2 separate regions of the Callithrix jacchus genome follow, and region 2 is linked to region 1. Evidence: chromatin contacts called from public Hi-C data. All regions are on one chromosome and are shown on one strand. Each heading gives the region's core, a stretch centred on a gene start, on an enhancer-like site or on the middle of the called end of the contact. The rest is flanking DNA. Distances are from core to core; before and after follow the strand shown. Region 1 has its middle 60 kb from the start of LRRC38. Region 2 has its middle 21 kb from the start of LRRC38.

Region 1 (4,338 bases), core at 1,224-3,723:
TCCTGGGATTATAGGTGTGAGCCACCTCGCCCAGCCCTTTATTGAGATATATTTGACATACAAAAGTGTTTAAATAATATAATTCTGTAAGTATCTATCTCTCTGTCTATTCCCATGAAATCATCACAGAGTCAAGATCATGGCCATAGCTCCCATCCAAAATTCTCCCCTCTTCCCCAGCCCATCCCCAAAGAAGCACTGATCTGCCTTCTGTCCCTAGAGGGGATTTTAGATTTGCATTTTCCAAAAGTTGTATAAATGGAACCATAGAATGACTATTTTGCAATTCATCCATGTTGCTGCGTGTATCCATAGTTCATTACTTTTTACTGCTGAGTGGTCTGGAATGCTCCTTGTCCTTAAGCAGGTCACTCGATCTTTCTGGGCCTCAGTTTCCTCAGAGGACAAACAGACACCAAATTCCCGAGGAACCACCACCTGGCTAACTTTGTCTTTCTTCCTCAGAACACCGTGTGTGTCTTCCAGGACCTTCCTGTCTAGGTACTATTAATAGGAGCCTGGGACTTCTCCCTGTGCAGCTACTGCCTCAGAGTCTGAAGAAAAAAAAATCTCCTTGAGATCTGAATTTGTGGAGAGAAAGAACGCTGGAAACCCCAAGGTTCTGGGGCACCCTGCACTGGTCGTGACCTCACAGGCAGCAGCAGCTCCATCGCTCTGAGCACTCCGGACACTTGGAGGAGAACTCAGCTCCAGTGTTGCAGACGAAGAGGATCAGTTGCAATCCCAGGGTGGACTGCTGTCAGCCCTGCCCTCCTTTCTGCTGGGATCTTGCATGAGGACTATAAATAGTGCAGTGGATGATTAAGGCTGAGAGTAGGGAGGCAGATCAGGGGATGGGCCCTGCCCTAGAAAAGAAAGGAAACATGTTTTAAAGAAAAGAAAGAGAAACAGACACAAGAGACATTTCTGTATCTCCTTGGCACTCTTAACCCCAAGTCTTGTTTCTGATGGTTCCACACAATTCTCATATGGAAAGGGAAAATAGCAGTCTTTTCTTTTTCTTTAGACAGGGTCTCACTCTGTCACTCAGGCTGGAGTGCAGGGGTGACATCACAACTCACTGCAGCCCCAACTTCCCAGGTTCAGGTGATCCTCCCACCTCAGCCTCCCAAGTAGCTAGGACTACAGGTACATGCCAACATGCCCCACTATTTTTTTCTGTGTTTTTGTAGAGACAGGGTTTTGCCATGTTGCTCAGGCTGGTCTTGAACTCCTAGGCTCAAGCAATGGGCCCACCTCAGCCTCCCAAGTGTTGAGATTACAGGTGTAAGCGCCTGGCCCTGCCAAGTCTTGAATAAACATTCTTAGAAAAAATACAGCAATTAACAGGGTATACTACAGCACCCTTATAATGCCAGTTACTCAGGAGGCTGAGGCAGGAGAATCGCTTGAACTCAGGAGGCGGAGGTTGCAGTGAGCTGAGATTGCACCACTGCACTCCAGCCTGGGTGACAGAGCGAGACTTTGTCTCAAAAAATAAAATAAAGTAAAATAAATATATGGCTAGAACTTCCAAAACAGAGAGGACACCCATTGATGGAGGCAGCCACCTGGGGAAAGAAACCCTTCCCTTGAGCTGCAACCTCACTCCTTTCCGGGCTACATCCCTTCCCCTACAGGAGAGCCTCACCAGCTGTTGGGAGTGGAGGCACTGGATGGGCTATACTTGTAGGGTCCATTTTCCAAGGTGTCCTGGAACTCCCTCCTCTGGGCATTTATGCCTGTGGTCTAGTTTGAGCAATCTCTGTATTTCTTGCACAAGAAGCCTTCACTTTCCAGTTACGTTGCTCCATCCCCTGGCTCCCGAGGCAAGAACAATGGCTCGCTTTGGCCAGTCCAAAGGCTGCCACCCTTCCGATTGATGATAAGTGGCTTTCTGACTATTTGCTGGCACCGCTTCCTTCAGTTTGTTCAGCAGACATTGAGCATCTTCTCTGCTACAAGCAACATCCCTGGGGCATCTCCGTGACAACCACGCCTCACCTTCCATCTGCCTTAATGATGCTATGAATACATGCTATGGAAGATTTATGTCTCAGACTGACTGGAATCAGAATTTTAGAACAAGATCAAGCCACTACACTCCAGTCTGGGTGACAGAAACCCTGTCTCAAAAGAAATAAATAAATAGACCTTCCTTCCTTCCCTCAGCCTAGACACTCATCCTTTCCTTCAAAATAAATAAATAAATTAATTAAATAAAAATAAAAAATAAAAATAAATAAATAATAAAGCTGGTTAATGTCGAAGTAGGAGGAGAACCCCCGTGTATCACTCAGGATCGAGTCGGCTACAAATAACAACAGACAAGCGAACGACAACAACAGAACACGTAACAGTGGCTTGAATGAGATGGAAGCTCATTTCTCTCTCAGACTGGGTGGTCAGTAGAGGATTTTGCGGCCACCCCACAATTCCAGGAGCCCAGGCTTTTTTTCACTGTGGCTCTGGCTTCCAGGAGGAACCTCATGATCCAAGACGGCTGCTTGTACTCCAGCCATCACTTTAGCATCTTAAGAGGGGGAGGGCGCCCCATTCCCTTTTAAGAGGACTTCCTGTTGCTCCGCCTGTAATCCCAGCACTTTGGAAGGCTGAAGTGGGAGGATCACCTGAGCTCAGGAGTTCGAGACCAGCCTGGCCAACATGGTGAAACCTCGTCTTTACTAAAGATACAAAAATTAGCTGGGCTTAGTGGCACAAGCCTGTAATCCCAGCTACTAGGGAGGCAGAGGCAGGAGAATTGCTTGAACCCAGGGGGCAGAGGTTGCAGTGGGCCACAATCACACCACTGCACGCCAGCCTAGGCGACAGAGTGAGACTGTATCTCAAAAATAATAAATAAATGAATGAAATTTGGAAAAAAAAAAGAGGACTTCCCCCAAAGTTCCACACAACACTTGGGCGTGTTTCTTTTTTTCTTTTTTTGAGATGGAGTCTCGCTCTGTCGCCAGGCTGGAGTGCAGTGGTTCGATCTCGGATCGCTACAACCTCTGCCTTCCAGGTTCAAGTGATTCTCCTGCCTCAGCCTCCTGAGTAGCTGGGATTACAGGCACCTGCCACCATGCCTGGCTAGTTTTTGTATTTTTAGTAGAGATGGGGTTTTGCCACGTTGGCCAGGCTTGTCTCGAACTCCTGACCTCTAGTGATCCGCCCACCTCAGCCTTCCAAAGTGCTGGGATTACAGGCATAAGCCACCGTGCCCGGCCATAGATCTAGAATTTAAACCCGTGTAGATTTAAGCTCAGAGCTCACACACTGGCCTAGCACCTTCTAGTATCTTTCTTTTTGTTCTACTACCTAAAACAGTGGGCTTAATGGAAATACGGACATAGAGTTTCCAGATAAAATATACAACTCCCAGTTCAATGTAAATTCTAGTTAAATAACTACTAATTTTTTAGTATATCTCTTCCGTTATTTAAGGCATAGTTATACTCAGCTGGGCGCAGTGGCTCAAACCTGTAATTCCAGCACTTTGAGAGGCTGAGGCAGGTGGATCATGAGGTCAGGAGTTCAAGACCAGCCTGGCCAAGATGGTGAAACCCCATCTCTTCTAAATATAAAAAAATTAGCCGGGCATGGTGGCAGACACTCGGAAGTTGAAGAGAACTGCTTGAACCCGGGAGGTGGAGGTTGCAGTGAGCCAAGATTGTGCCACTGCACTCCAGCCTGGGCGACAGAGTGAGACTCCATTTAAAAAAAAAAAAAAAGGAGACATACTTATACTCATTGAGGCTTTACTGGGTATGATGTGAATCAAATTTGGAACTGATATTTTGAATTTGAATTTGTTAACCCTGATCAGATTAAAAAGAAAAGTTGTCTGGCCTTTATCGCACCAGACCTCGGTGTGGTCATCTGAAAGATGCTTGGTCAACTCACAGGAAAGAATCATCCCCCATTAATTCCGTGGAGTAAGGGCAAGGTCATGGAGTTCACACTTGCTCATCAGGAAGATTGCCAATAGGAGGAGCTGTCTGGAGCCAACTCCCTATTTTAGTTGCTGCAGGAGCCTAGGGGTTTATACTCTTTTGGATAATCTCAGATTGGAAAACTGCCACCGCCATCTGGCCCTGAAAGCGTCTGCACTCAGATTTCTTTGTTTGGTTCTTGGGTAGGCAACTCGGAGATCTCTTTGCCGGACACTGAGGTTCTTTTTCTTCTTAGTGAGATCACTGCCTCCCAGAGGTCGACAGCAGGGAGAACACCAAGAGAATTGTACAGACACTGTGGCTCCAGACAAACCCCTTGAGAGGCAGGGAGGGGAGGAACAGGGGATACTGATGACAGTAATACAGCCAGTGCCCTCAGTTGTGA
Region 2 (4,338 bases), core at 564-3,063, 81 kb before region 1:
AGGTCTGAACAGCAAAAGCTGGTTTCCTCACCCTCTTAAAGGAGCCTTCCGAAAGAACTTGTTAGAAACTGGGGCTGTGGGCCGGGCACGGTGGCTCTTGTCCGTAATCCCAGCACTTTGGGTGGCCGAGGCAGGTGGATCACGAGGTCAGGGGCTCGAGACCATCCTGGCCAACATGGTGAAACCCCGTCTCTACTAAAAATACAAAAAATTAGCTGGGCATGGTGGCACGCACCTGTAGTCCCAGCTACTTGGGAGGCTGCGGCAAGAGAATCGCTTGAACCTGGGACACGGAGGTTGCAGTGAGCCAAGATCACACCACTGCACTCCAGCCTGGGTGACAAGAGCAAGACTCTGTCTAAAAGAAAAAAAACGGGGCTTTGTCCTGTCTCATATCGCAGCTGAGGTTGTTACTGTTGGGGTTGTTTTGTTGAGGTTTCTTATTTTACTGCCTTAAATTAGGCAGCTGTGGTGGAGGTGAACTATCCTGGCCCAAACTTGCTCCAACCTGGGTTTGCATTCCAGCTCTGTCACTGCTGCTTTGTGAACATGGACACTTCCTTAATTTTCCTAAATTTTATTATTACATCTCCCAAAAAGGAGATAATCTCTAGCTCGCAGAATTGAGGTGGCAGCTAAATTAGATACTGTGTGAAAATGCTTAGCCAGGTGCCCCAGACTTACAAACTCTCCAGTAAACAGCTGTTGACATGGAAACGATTGTACCACATGGAGAAATAACCACAGCTATTTTATGCTGTATTTTTCAGAATGGATTTCTTTAAATATAAGAAAACGGTGAGTTGCAGCTAAAAAGTGATCACGTGAAAAGGTTTGCTGTAGCCTTAGCTGTGGTTTTATTACCTCCTAGAGCCTAAGAATATTCTAAGGAACGATTTTTGCAAGGAAAGTAATGGAAAAAGTGATTCAGGCTATAACTATTTCAATTTCAACTTTCCAGCAACACATCTCATCCTCGAAGTGACAGGCATGTATGTCCCAGACGAGATGAGAAATCCCCTCCCTCCCTTTTGCTCCTCGCTTCCTTCAATGGGTATGTGTGGGAAGTAGAAAAGTTCCCTTTTAAAGTTTCCTTTCTTGTTATAGAACAAGTGTGCTAATAACTTCGTTAAACCCTATCCTATGTAGCTGCTAGACATGCCACGCTTACAGGCACATAGTACATTCTCTGTCCTTGTATTTTAACCAAGATATCTGTGCTCAATGTGCTCACAGGCACTTCCCAGCTCTCCATTGCTTTACCTGTTTAGAAAAGTTTTAAGTTGTTAGCCAATCGGGTTTTAGTTTAGATTGTGAGGTCTGGCTCCAGCCAGTGGAGATCAGACACAGCAGTAAGGACGACCCCAAATGCGGAAGGGATAAATTTGTATGTATCCCCTTTGTTCTTTGTACTCTCATGGCAGGATGGCTAGTGAAAGTGCCCTTCCTGCAGTCCAGGGAGTAAAAATTGTGTTGCTGAAAGATCTTTAGTCTCAGTGCTAATTTTTCTCCGTGGCACCAAGCATCTATTTCCAACAGTATGTTTTAGCAAAAACTATCACCTCACAAGTTTTCTGAGCGTCTCAGCAAGGTCTTTCTCCTCTAAGATACATTCCTGTTTTCCAGGCAGCAATCCCTTCGCACCCCAATATGCATTATCATTCTGTGCAGAGGGCTGCCTCCTTAAATTCCACACTTAGGGGTATTGAAAGTCACCGCAATTCCGAGGCAAGTGTCACCCGTCAACAGCTCCCGAATAACTAAGCAGGAGTGGGAAATGGAGCGTCACAATGTGAGGCTCATTTTCTGCCCTTACCGGAGCTCGTGATTAAGCTGAGGAAACAGCCCTGATTCACCCTCTTAGTATGTGTGTCTTGCCTTTGCAGGTGAAGGGTAGACCAGATACCCAGAAGGACTCTATTTTGCAGCGCCTGGAAACAGAATGAGAAACTGGTAATTAGGTGTCACTTCCAATGAGGCATTCCCCCTCACCTCCTCTCATCTTTTCTGGCGATAAACTCCACCCTCTGCTGAGGTCATTTGCTCCCTAAAGAATCAGACAGCTGGTCTCCTGTGAGACACTGGAGCATTTCCAAATTCAGTGTCTCCAGTCTGATGTGAGTGGCTCTCCCTAAGTGCTTCCCTTTAAACCCAGAGATAATCAACAGCGTTTCTCTGATGAGCCAATGATGTCCGGATTAGAGTTGAAGGACTGTGGAACCAAGAACTCGCACCCATGGAACTGGGCTTTGCAGTGGGGGCAGTCTTGTGGGACTGAGTCCTGGGGTCCTCAGAATTGTACCTTCTGGCCGGGCGCAGTGGCTCATGCCTGTAATCCCAGCATTTTAGGAGGCTGAGGTGGGTGGATCACCTCAGGTTAGGAGTTTGAGACCAGCCTGGCCAACATGGCGAAATCCCGTCTCTACTAAAAATACAATAATTAGCCAGGTATGGTGGCACGCGCCTGAAGCAGGAGAATCACTTGAACTCAGGAGGCAGAGGTTGCAGTGAACTGAGAGATCACGCCACTGTGCTCTAGCTTAGACGACAGAGCAAGACTCCGTCTCAAAAACAAACAAACAAAAAGAGTTGTACCTTCCATTACCTTCCTTTCCTCCCAAGTACTTGGTCCAGAGCTGATTAAGGGCTCTGTGTGCACACAGGAGGTGCTCAATGAATGCTTGCAGACTAACATGGTTCTTCACACACATAATTTGCTCATTTTGCTTAATCTGTTCAATTTCTTGAGTGATTTTAGGCTTGCTATGCCTCGCTTGCCTTTCCCCTCTGTTTCTCAGTCCCCTCCAAGACCTACTCTGCCTTCTTCATCGAAAGCTCCATCCGGAAACTGCTAGGACATGTGTTCACGTCTGAACCAATCACCTGGAGATAGGATGCCGTCTGTTAAAGGAAACCATTCATGACCATTGCAGGCAGTAAGGCAGGCTTTACTCCGCACTACCGAGACAGGTATAGGGATTGCTGTGATGGGATTTTCCAGTAGTGGAGAAAGATTGGCTTAATTCCCAGTGCAGGGAAAAGTGAGCATTCATAGCCAGACCTAGGGGAGCTGTTGGAAAGAAGCTTCCAGGAAGACTGCTAGAAAGAGAAGACAGAAAGCACAGTGAGAAGACAATCAAAACAGGTCCTGGGGATGGAACCAACAAGGCTCAACTGCAGAGGAACAGTGAGTGTGCCATTCTCTGACCTGCTGGGTGGTAAGTTACCGTGGGCTTATTTCCTCTGTTGACCTAGCCCAGCCACTTATCAGACAGAAGATTCCCTAGGGAGGAACCTCAGGCATCATCTAGCCCAACAGCCTTATTTTAGAAACGAGACAGAAGACAAGAGCAGTTAATGATGTTCTCAGAACGACAGGTGAGTTAGAGGCTGCACTGGCCCCAGAATACCGACCCGCTGACTCATAATTCCGGGCTTTGTCATCTGCCCAGAGCTGTACAGATAGTGACAACCATGGGAGTCCTGGGTCCGACTCCTGCCCCTCCTAAGAGCCAACCGTTAGATGTGCAGGAATCTTGCAAGTCGGTTGATAAACACAGCTATTATTAAAAATTAAATCATATAAACTTACAACTAGGTGAATTATACTAAAAAGGAAAGTAATCACGATGTTCATAGCACACTATTTACAATCGCTAAAAGGTGGAAGCCACCCAGAAGGCCATCAACAGATGGAAAAACAAAATGTGCTCTTTTATTCAGCTATAAAAGGAAATGAAGGGCTGGGGTCAGGCACTGTGGCTTATGACTATAATTCCAGCACATTGGGAGGACATGGCAGGAGGATTGCTTGAGTTTAAGACCAGCCTGGAGTTCAAGACCAGCCTGGACAACATAGCAAGATCCTGTCTTTACAGAAAATTAAAGAAAAAAAAAATAAGTTGGGCTTGGTAGTATATACCTATAGTCTCAGCTACCCACACTGAGGAGGGAGGGTTAGTTGAGGCCAGGAGTTGTGGAGGCTGCAGTGAGCCACTATCGTATCATTGCACTCCAGCCTGGGCAAGAGAGCAAGATCCCATTTCTAAAACAAAAGAAATGAAGCACTGATACATACTACAATATGGATGAACTTAGGAAACATTCTGCACAGTGAAAAAAGACAGACACAAAAGGCCATATATCGTATCTTTCCATTTATACAAAATATCTAGAATAAGCAAACTGATAGAGTCAGAAATCAGATTAGTGGTTGCCAGAGGAAAGGGGACAGGGAATGACTGCTTACCGAGTAGGTAGTTTCTGTTTCAGATGATGAAAAAGTTCTGGAACTAAATAGTGGTGATGGTTACAGAACGCCGTGAATCTACTTAATGA

Evidence for each region. Hi-C and Micro-C count contacts between places; a contact is called where the count stands out from the background.
Region 2: a Hi-C map of skeletal muscle shows a contact between it and region 1, with 2.0 times the contacts expected there. The contact joins two enhancer-like sites. A contact is called at or near these places in 2 of 3 Hi-C or Micro-C datasets (both in skeletal muscle).

The regions. Positions count from the first base shown.
Region 1 is chr7:50,753,611-50,757,948 of calJac240_pri, reverse strand. No RefSeq gene overlaps it. Among named protein-coding and RNA genes, the nearest start is that of LRRC38, 60 kb to the left of the region's middle. Within about 2 kb of position 2,473, at least 1 of the 16 cell types and tissues checked has an H3K27ac peak or open chromatin away from gene starts, as enhancers often do. A contact at or near this core is called in skeletal muscle, where this site is marked.
Region 2 is chr7:50,834,361-50,838,698 of calJac240_pri, reverse strand. No RefSeq gene overlaps it. Among named protein-coding and RNA genes, the nearest start is that of LRRC38, 21 kb to the right of the region's middle. Within about 2 kb of position 1,813, at least 1 of the 16 cell types and tissues checked has an H3K27ac peak or open chromatin away from gene starts, as enhancers often do. A contact at or near this core is called in skeletal muscle, where this site is marked.